Regions from separate parts of the Sus scrofa genome. Here regions 2 and 3 are each linked to region 1. Evidence: chromatin contacts called from public Hi-C data. All regions are on one chromosome and are shown on one strand. Each heading gives the region's core, a stretch centred on a gene start, on an enhancer-like site or on the middle of the called end of the contact. The rest is flanking DNA. Distances are from core to core; before and after follow the strand shown. Region 1 holds the start of SF1 (splicing factor 1). Region 2 holds the start of BATF2 (basic leucine zipper transcriptional factor ATF-like 2). Region 3 holds the start of SAC3D1 (SAC3 domain-containing protein 1).

Region 1 (3,208 bases), core at 115-2,614:
CTGCAGCCTATGGAAGTTCCCAGGCTAGGGGTCGAATCAGAGCTACAGCTGCCGGCCTACACCACAGCCACAACAACACAGGAGCGGAGCCGTGTCTGCAACCTACACTACAGCTCATGGCGAGGCCAGATCCTTAACCAACTGAGCAAGGCCAGGGATCGAACCCACATCCTCATGGTTCCTAGTCGGGTTCGTTAACCGCTGAGCCAGGAAGGAAACTCCGACCCTGATAATTTCTATGTCTGTTTTACTATTGAGATTTAGAACTTTTTATACCATTTACTAGCTAAGTCTTTGCCTTGTTGGAGAATCTTTTTCCAGACTTCTCTGTTTCACTAATTTGCCTTTCCCACAACAATACCACATTGTTTCATTATTGTATCTTTTATATGCGTATCCTCTGGAAAAGCAAGCTCCTCTCAACCTCATTTACAAGTTTCCCCACTATTTCCATAGTTATTATTTGATATGACATGATTTAATCAACCCCAATCACGTTGGGAATTCTAATTCCAATGCACTGTATCTGTAAACCAATTTTCGGAATTGACAACTTCATATTGCTTTCTATCTAAGATACCTGTACCTCCATCGGCTCAGATACCATTTTTAATCCCTTAGTAGGACTCTACTTTGTAGCTTTTTTCCCCATTTTTAATTTTTTTCAAAGAAAACAGGAAGTCTCCTTTTACCTGAGTCGTCAACGGATCAAGTTTACGGGCGCGCGCCAGCCCCTCCCCCGTCCCTCGGTTCCGGGTTACCATGGGAATCGAGGATTGACGTCATCTAGGGCTTCCGCGCCGGACCGAAGATCGACAGGGAAGCCAGGGCCTGAAAGGCGGCTCTGACCATCTACGCATGCGCGCTCTTGCTCCACTCCTCCCCGACCTTAAATCTCATTCGGCCTGGGCTTTTCCGGCGCGACCTCTCGCTTAAACCCGGCGAGACTACTCCCCGTGGGAGGGGAGTAGAGAAAGAATCGAAACAGCGACAGCCAATCCCATGACACTACGACGCAATCGTGATTGATTGACTCCATCAATTCCAGCCAATGATAGAGCTGTTGGCCCCACACGTCATAGAATTTGCCCCACCCGATCCCCTCCTTTCTGGACTCCGAGCTCAGTCCGCGCAGTAACAAATGAAGTGCGCGCTGCGACACCTCCCAGCTCGCCAGGCTCGGCCGCCATTTCCTCGCCAGGCCTAACGGTCCGGCCAATCCCAACGCACATCGAGAAGGGCTAAGGCTCCACCAATCGGAGGCCGCAGATTTCGACCCCTTGCCTCGGCCCGGGCCAATCCAGGCTCCGGCCCCGTCGCCCCCGGCCCGCCCCCGCGGCGCCCTCTCTCCTCCCTCTTTGTGCGTCTCGCGCCGCCGCCGCCGCCGCCGCCCGCCCGCCGCGTGAGAGGACGGGATCCGCGCGCTCCGCGGAACGCAGTCAGGTTCCCTCCCCTCGGAAGAGTCACGAAGGAGAAGCCGTCGCCGCCGAAAAGGAGCCGCCGGTGCCGGTCCCCGGGGGCGCCATGGCGACTGGAGCGAACGCCACGCCGCTGGGTAAGCTCGGCCCCCCCGGCCTTCCCCCCATCCCCGGCCCCAAAGGGGGCTTCGAGCCGGGGCCACCGCCTGCCCCCGGGCCTGGGGCGGGGCTGCTGGTGCCCGGGCCGCCGCCGCCCCCGCCTGTGGGCTCGGTGGGGGCCCTGACCGCGGCCTTCCCTTCGCGGCGCTGCCTCCGCCACCGCCGCCGCCGCCGCCGCCGCCCCCCCGCCTCCCCAGCAGCCGCCGCCGCCGCCGCCCTCCCCGGGCTCCTCGTACCCACCGCCGCAGCCGCCCCCTCCGCCGCCGCTCTACCAGCGCGTGTCGCCACCGCAGCCGCCGCCGCCGCCACCCCAGCCGCCGCGTCAGGACCAGCAGCCGGGCCCGGCCGGCGGCGGAGGAGGTGAGTCGGGCCGAGAGAGCGCGAGAGGCGCCGCGCGGATGGGCCCGGCCGGCTGAGGGGCGCGCGGCGGTGGCGACGGCGGCTGCACGCGGCAGGGGCGCGCGCGCGCACGGGGAGGCCCGGGCGGAGGCGCCACGGGGCGCGCGGCCTGGTTCTCGGGCCTCGAGTGCGCACGCGCGGTAGGGGAAGGGGTGGGGGCACGGCGGGAGGAGGTTTGTTGCGCGCAGGCGCAGTGTGGCGGCCGGGCCTTAAGGCCCCCACTAAAATCTGGCGGGAGCTCTCTTGTTCTCCACTCCTAGTGTAGGGGAGTGGTGTGGAGGGGTCGAGTGGGTGGATGGGGTGCTGGGTGTGCATGTCTGGAGGGCTTGGAAGGGTCAACTGATGACGTGGAACATCCTTTTCTGGTTGTAGAAGAGTCGTAAAGGGAGGAAAGTACAGAGAGTAGCTCCTCTGTTTCTACAGTAAGGCAGCGTTTTCATTGCAGAGAATGAAAGAGATTGAAAGTCTTTAGGGGATGGTTGGGTCCGGTTTTTTGGTGTGTGTGGGGGGGTTCATTTTGGGGAAGGAAATTCTCCTTCTTATCTTCCTTTATGTACCTTAAAAGAAGTCTGACCCGCCTTCCTCTCTTGAGGCTTCCCCTTAGGCCTAGCTCCTGAGAAGTGGAACACTTTTGTGAACCAAGTGCTAGGGAGTTCTGCCTGTGGACTAGGGTAGGAGGATTTGGCTACTATTGTGTAGCTTGTTTTTTGTTGACCTTTTGATGTATCCTTTAGACATTAAGTGACCAACTAACTGGCCAGGAAAACTCAACGCTGATCTTAGCTAAACTTAGAAAGAAAGTGATCTTGCTGAAGGAACTTTTTCACTTAGTAACCGTAAGGTTGGTTGTGTTCTGGCTCCCTTCAAAAGGTGACAGGTGGGGAGGTGGAAGTGGGAGGAGCCAGCAGGTCCCAGTGTTGTTTTATGGACTTGTCTGAATATTGAGTCTGCTCTTATTGCCTCTGGGGCTGTTAATGTGTTCATGGGCAACTGTGTAATATACATATATGTCCTCAACACTTTATTTCACTACTTGAAACTGTGCGTTGAGATTTAGGTTGTTCTCGTGCTTCGCAGAATTTCTGTGGTCAAAAACTGTAAATGTGGAATGTTAACTTTTCAGACTCTGGTCCAGGTATCCTTCTAGTGGCCATATTTGTGTGTGTGTGTGTCTTGTCTTTCATTCTTTGCCATTTCATTTTAGGTCACGTTCTGTTTCACAGTCTGCTGAG
Region 2 (3,460 bases), core at 523-3,022, 210 kb before region 1:
TGTGAGTCTCCTCCCCTGCTCATGACAGACAACACTAATCAATCACGATGTGGCAGACATTGCTAATCAATTGCAGAGTTCTTTTTTAATAAGCTCGGAGGCAGCTGTGACCTTCTCTACACAGTACTTCAGGACACCCTTACCCATCAGAAGATCAAATCTAGTATTTGCCATTCCTGTGATTCCACTCTGTCAGCCTTGAACACTCAGGACTCAGGCACTATGCTTTGGATGCTCTGGTCAGCAGGTCGCAGGACTCTGCTCTGTACATCCGTTGCTATGCTCTTCTAGGACAGAGATTAATGGCTCTGCCACCCCCAAACTGTTGGCCCTTCCAAGCACGGTCTCTCTTAGGGAACAACCATGCAGTTTTGCCTGGGGCTTCAGGGTTCGTTAGGTCTTTAATGGAAGTCTTAACGTGAAGCATTTTAGTACCCCAAAGTGTAGATAATATTATTATCACAGACAGCTGTGTTCCCACAGCTGAAGTTCAACAAACCATCACGGACGCAACTGAAGTCCTTGTGTGTCCCCTTCGGTCCATCTCCACCTCCAGCCCCGCCCCTGTGTCACCACTCTCTGACTTTTGTGTCTCTCATTCCCATGCATATTTTTATACTTTTTTTTTTTTTTTTGTCTTTTTGCTATTTCTTGGGCTGCTCCCGTGGCATATGGAGATTCCCAGGCTAGGGGTCTAATCGGAGCCATAGCCACCAGCCTTCACCGGGGCCACAGCAACGCGTGATCCGAACCGCGTCTGCAACCTGCACCACAGCTCATGGCAACGCCTGATCGTCAACCCACTGAGCAAGGGCAGGGACCGAACCCACAACCTCATGGTTCCTAGTTGGATTCGTTAACCACTGCGCCACAACGGGAACTCCATATTTTTATACTTTTATTACATAATTCCGTATCCACATTATCCAGCCTTTCAGAAATTATGTTGCTCAGATCCTGTTGCAGCTTGTCATTTTCATGCCATTGGATGTTACGAACTTTTAGGCATGAGGCTAAGTGCAGCTTTGGCTCTTTCACCGTATCATAATTGTGAATATTTGTTGAGCCCTTATTCTGCACCAGGCATGGTTTCCGGTACCTTACCTGCCTTAACAATTTTGTTGTGCCTTACCTAACCTTCACAACAAAATATTTTACAGATTTGGAAACAGAGGCATAGAAAGGCGAAAGTCTATACCCTTGGAAACTGTGCTCTTAGCCGCTAGACACCACCCTCTCTACTGCTGTGGGGTCTGTGGTATGAAAATACAGTCGTTTATCCATCTGTTCTCCTGTTTAAGGGCCATTGCTTTTTCTTTTTTCACTTTTTGGGGCTGCATCTGCAGCATATGGAGGTTCCCAGGCTAGGGGTCCAATCAGAGCTACAGCTGCTGGCCTGGGCCACAGCCGCAGCAACGCAGGATCCGTGCTGCATCTGCAAACCTACACCACAGCTCACGGCAATGCCAGATCCTTAACCCACTGAGCAGAGGCCAGGGATCGAACCCGCAATCTCATGGTTCCTGGTCGGATTCATTTCCACTGCGCCACAATGGGAACTCCAAGGGCCATTGCTTATTTTTGCAGACGCACCTCCACACTGGTCTCACCAGGTTTGAGGGTGGTTGTATTATCTTGCTTAAGTTCCTGCCTGTAAATAAATATCTATATCATCTCCCTTTATAGATGAGGAAATTATGGCTCAGAAAGGGTAAGTCACTTTCCCAAAGCTGCACAGCTCCAAAATGCCAGAGGTGGGCTGTGAACCTGGGTTCCTGCAATTGTAGAGCCCAGGGGTTTGCCCATATCCCATGTGACCCTCGGTCCCCCCTTGGCTTCTCCTCTCGGCTCTGTCCCTGGCAGCCTGCTCTCCCTCTTCCAGAACACCTTCCCCGCACCTGGCCTTCAGGCCCCCTCCTCTGGCCACCCTCCACCGTCCTCCTCCCAGAGAAGGGGCCCAACCGGAAGGCCAGTTCATGTTAGGAAATTCCAGCCACGTGAGCCAAGCCAAGCCCGGGATTCTGAGCAGCCGGTGGCTTTAGGAGAAACTGAAACTTGGCTCGCTGGGGGCGGGGTGGCCACTGGGGATTTAAAGAGCTGCCACTTCCTTGGGCCCCCAGAGGGCACGGGGAGGTCACAGCAGCCGAGGGCCACCCTGAACCGGGTGTGAGCCTCTGTTTTCCCTCCAAACATGCACCTCTGCAGAGGCGACGAGCTGCTGACTGGGATGGTGAGTACAGGGGACGGGATTCAGGAGAGGAGAAGGGGAATAGGCCCCAGGGCGCCCGGTGCCAGTTTGGTTCACATGGGCTCACCCCCGCCCCCCGACCCTGCCGGCCTCAGTTTCCTCGGAGCATCCTTGGAATGAGGGTTTACCTGCTCTCCCATTGCAGATCCAGCCTCCAGTCCAGAGCCCGGCCTCTGGTTACTGCTCTCTCCTAACCTACCTGTTCTTTCATTGCCATAATGGGAGACTTCTCTGGCCATGGTTCTGGTGGAGGCCTTGCCCCTCTCCCGGGACCCAGGTACCAGAGTCCCACCTGCTTCTCTCACTGCAGGTCTTTCCCCGGGGTTCCTGTCTTTTGGCCCCAGCACCTGGAAGGGATCTGCTGTGGCCATGAACCTGGAAGCAGAGTCCTCAGCCAGGGAGGCCAGGGTCTTGCCTGAGATTTCTGCACTCAGAACTTGCAGAAATCAGAGTGATCTGTGGGAGGGGGGTTGGGCTGTGGGGTCCCCAGCGTTTCCTCTTGTCTGACCTTCCAGAACCCTGGGTGTTTGGGTCAAATATTTCATCTAAGCTTCATGAACCCCAGTGTAGGGGGACGGTCATGGCTGTGAACCTCTGAGGCCACAGTTCTGTCAGAAGGGACTCCATTCATTCATTCATTAAAGGCTACTTGTCCTACTAGAATGCGAGCAACTTGGGGCAGGAATTTTTTTTCTCTGTGGTTTGCTGCTCTGTCCCCATAGCTCAGTGCATGGCACCTAGTAGGTGCTCAAAAAATATTTGTTGGATAAATGAACTTCAGTTGTGGGCCTGAGCTGGCCACGGGCACTTGGAACCCAATCAGAATGCAGACCTGCTCTCACAGACGAAGCTCAAGGCTAGAGAAATCAACACCTTGACTGTGGAAATAATAGCTATTGGAACAACGGCCGCCTTGTATTAACCCTGGTCCGTGGGCTGGCCTTGGGCTGTCTGCCTTACGACGCTTGAGGAAGGTACTGGTCTTCCCTTGTGCAGATGAGGCAGCTGGACACAGGGAAGGCCTGCCCAGGGCAACAGGGCTGATAAAGAGAGTGTGGGTGTGAGTTCCTGTGGTGGCTCATTGGTTAACGAACCTGACTTGTATCCATGAGGACCTGGGTTTGATCCCTGGCCTTGCTCAGTGGGTTAAGGATCCAGCATTGCCAGGAGCTGTGGTGTAGGTCACAGACGTGGCTTGGATTCCAAGTGGCT
Region 3 (3,443 bases), core at 201-2,700, 250 kb before region 1:
TCCAGGTAAGGGCTCAGCGAATCTCGCACACTGCCTGAGACACACATTTAGGAGACAGGAACGGAGAGGAGAGGGAGCTGGTGGTGAGGTTTTTAAGCTTCTCCTTCCTTTTCCGGCTTTCACTGTCCCCACAGAGGGACGCTTGTCCCTGAGCTCTGCTCGTGGAGACCCAACTCACCCAGGTTATAAAGCAGAAAGAGACCCTGGAAGGTGGCCTGGCGAGGGTGTGGCCCGGCACCCAGCGCGTAGCAGCGCCGCAGAGAACCGAAGCTCTCCTGCACCTGGGCCTGAAGCAACATCGGATCAGCCAGCCCGTGGGATGCGTTGGGTTCGAGCCGCGCCACCACCGCCAGCAGCACTGCCAGTGCCGCTTCCAGCACCAGCGCTGCCTCGGCGTCACCCGCGCCCTGCAGGGCCAGGTCCAGCCGCACCGCCCGCAACCGGTCCGCCACGAAGCTGGCCACCTCCGCGCGGGATGCGTCGGTGCGCTCGGCCACCTCTCCGGCCAGATAGCGCACGGTGGCCAGCAGGACGGACGGCGGACGCAGCTGGCTCGGCGGGGGCCGCGCCTTCCCGGCGGCCGGCCGGCTGTATTCCTTCACGGCGCGCTGCGGGTCGGCTCGAGGCCGGTCCCCAGGGGACCCCGGCGCCACCTCGAAGCGGTGCAGGCGGCACTCCTTTTCGCGCCGGGTGCGCTCGTTGGCCGGACACATATCCAGGCACGTGCCCAAAGGCAGCTCGTAGCCGGGCATGGGTGGGCTGAGGGGAAAGAATGCTTGCTCAGCATCCAGGAGACAGCGGCGGCCACTCGCCCCATCCTGCGGGAGGGCACGCCGACGCCGGTAGTTGTTCAAGGGAACTCTGAACCTCCCAGCCCGGTCTAAGCGTCCCAGCCGCCCGTTAGGCCATCGCCGTCCTCTCACCGACTCCGGTCGCCTTCCAACTGATCCTCGAACAGGCCTCCCGAGATGCTCTGCGTTGCCGTTCAGAGCGCTCAAGACTGTCCCTTAGGCTCAGGTCCCGCTACAGCCCACCCATGATGCACCGCTGTAGTCTGGGCCACTCCCATGGTGCACCGGTTTGTAGTCCCTTCCGCGACCAATCGCTTTGTAGGAGAGGCGGGGCAGGAGTGAGGCCACGCCTTCTCAGGCTTCCGCCCTCAGCTTGGCTTTGGACCACCAGCCCAAAATAGGAACCCCGGCTCTGGGTCCTCTTGATCATCCTTTTGGGCCGACAACCTGGTTCAAGCAGCCTGCCATTCTCTTCTGTTTCCCTGGACACCCTTCTCCCTATTTTCTAGATCAGGGGTCAGCAAACTTTCTGCAACAAGCTAGACAGTAAATGTCCTGGAATTTACAGGTCACAACTAGTCAACCCTGCTACTCTTCAGTTCTGCTGGTATAGCGAGAAAGCAACCATAGGCAATACTAAACGAAGGCCTGGTTATGGTCCAATAAATTTATTTTTATTTTTGGCCGCACCTGTGGCATGTGGAAGCTCCCAGGGCAGGGATAGAACCTGCACCACAGCAGCAACCTGAGCCACGGCGGTGACATCGCTGGATCCTTAAGCCACTGCACCACAAACGATCTCCAAAATCTTTTAATTTATTTCTGTTTTTTTCTTTTTCGGCCAACCCCACGGCATACGGAAGTTCCTGGGCCAGGGATCCAATCTGAGCAGGAGCTTCGCCTTGCATCACAGGCTGCAGCAACACCAGATCTTTAACACTGTGCCCGGGATCCAACTGGTGCCTCCATAGAGAGGAGCCAGATCATTAACCCACTGCGCCACAGCGGGAACTTCCAGAATCTCATTATTATTTCTTCTTTTTTAGCATACAGAATTTCTGGGCCAGGGATCAGATCTGAGAGGCACTGGATCCTTAAGCCACTGTGCCAGGCCAGGGATCAAACCTGTCCCAGCACTCCAGAGATGCTGCTGATCCCGTTGTGCCACAGCAGAAATTCCCAAAATCTTATTTTTAGATATTTAAATTTCATATAATTTTTCCCTGTCACAATATTATTGATTTTTTTCAACTATTTAACAAAATGGTAAAAACCATTCTAGCAGCGGGCCACATTTGGTTGCAGGCCACAGTTTACAGACCCCAGTTCTAGATGTATAAGCAGATCGTTTTGGAACCAGAGCTGCTGCTCACATGTCAAGAGAGAAACAGGCAGGATGAGAAGTGTGAGTCCCTGATTCCAAGGTGGCAAGAGTAGTCAAGGAACTGAGAATTCATTATTTTTCTCATTCTTGGTCCCATTACACACAGAAATGGCCTCTGGAGTTACAAGACCAGAAGATCAGACCAGGCACCAGAAGAGAAGAGGGTGGCTGGCAGTGCTGGAGCTAGAGTCTTAGGAAAGAGTCCACTCCCTTCTCAGGGGGGGAGCTGGGACAGATGCAGGTGCAGGATTTCCTCTGCCCGCTTCAGGTACTCAGCCGCCTTCTTCTTCACACCCTCCCGGCGGGCAGGTGACGGGTCGCCTGTGAAGACAGAATGGCTCAGCAGAGGTACCTGGGTTCAGAACCCCTGGTCTAGCCCCTTACAGTTCATAGGGCATCATCATGTGTCTTTTCCTGCTCCCTGGGAGTCAGATATATTGTCCCCATTTGACAAAAAAGAAAACAGAGGCCACAAGAGGTAAAGAAATGGCCCAAAGTGATAGAGCTGGTCAGTAAGGAGCAATTTTGGTCCTTGATCTGCTTTTCACTTTCCTTTCCTTTCACCGAACCACTGGGGAGCCCAGGCCTGACCCTCCACCGTCCAGTCCTGCTCACCAGGAACTCCCTGAAGCAGGATGTGCACGCCGTCCCGGTAGCCCTGCAGAGCTGCAGGGTAGGCGCCTGCCCTCTCATCCCGTAGGGCCTGGGTGATGAGCTTGGTGGCTTGGTTCAGGTAGGCAGGGGTGGGCCCTCCTTCCTCGTCCTCTTCCTCCTCCTGCCCTCCTGGCTCCCAGGGTTCCTGGTCCAGCCTTTCGGATTCTGCTTCCAACGCTGCCAGCTCGCCTAGGTGGGTAGGACTGGGGCCTGCACCTTCTGCAATGAGAGATGGAGGACGCAGGCCTGACTGGCCTTCCTTTTCCCAGGGCCAACTGCCCACCCTCAGACCTCTCTTGCCCATCAGGGTACCAACCTGTCCTGGATTTCCTAGTGCCTGAGCAACCCAAAAGCCACTTTGCCCACAGCAAACTTGTGCATGATCTATTTGGCTGGTGGAATTCATATACTTTTGTAAAAACAGCCTTACCTTCCTAATTTTTTATTTTGAGGTATAGTTGACTTATATATTACATAAGTTTCAGGTGTACAACAGAACCTAATTCTTTCTTTCTTTTTTTGGTCTTTTTGCCTTTTCTAGGGCCGCTCCCGTGGCATGTGGAGGTTCTCAGGCTAGGGGTCTAATTGGAGCTGTAGCCGCCGGCCTACACCAC

Evidence for each region. A called contact is a pair of places that touch in the nucleus more often than the background predicts.
Region 2: a Hi-C map of liver shows a contact between it and region 1, with 5 times the contacts expected there. The contact joins the promoter of BATF2 here to the promoter of SF1 in region 1. A contact is called at or near these places in 1 of 47 Hi-C or Micro-C datasets (liver) and 1 of 2 datasets of contacts at active chromatin or transcription factors (alveolar macrophages).
Region 3: a Hi-C map of liver shows a contact between it and region 1, with 6 times the contacts expected there. The contact joins the promoter of SAC3D1 here to the promoter of SF1 in region 1. A contact is called at or near these places in 1 of 47 Hi-C or Micro-C datasets (liver) and 1 of 2 datasets of contacts at active chromatin or transcription factors (alveolar macrophages).

Annotation. Positions count from the first base shown.
Region 1 is chr2:7,389,931-7,393,138 of Sscrofa11.1, forward strand. SF1 (splicing factor 1) reads left to right here and starts at 1,365. Exons shown (of 15, transcript XM_003122587.5): 1 at 1,365-1,708; 2 at 1,711-1,772; 3 at 1,775-1,937. The coding sequence starts at 1,525.
Region 2 is chr2:7,178,247-7,181,706 of Sscrofa11.1, forward strand. It overlaps BATF2 (basic leucine zipper transcriptional factor ATF-like 2), which reads left to right and starts at 1,773. Exons shown (of 3, transcript XM_013994125.2): 1 at 1,773-2,230. The coding sequence starts at 2,192. LOC110259239 (a long non-coding RNA gene) reads right to left here and starts at 605. Exons shown (of 2, transcript XR_002341445.1): 1 at 1-605.
Region 3 is chr2:7,140,844-7,144,286 of Sscrofa11.1, forward strand. SAC3D1 (SAC3 domain-containing protein 1) reads right to left here and starts at 1,451. Exons shown (of 3, transcript XM_003122567.5): 1 at 924-1,451; 2 at 179-759. The coding sequence starts at 752. It overlaps SNX15 (sorting nexin-15), which reads right to left. Exons shown (of 8, transcript XM_003122547.4): 7 at 2,791-3,048; 8 at 2,229-2,496. The coding sequence ends at 2,390.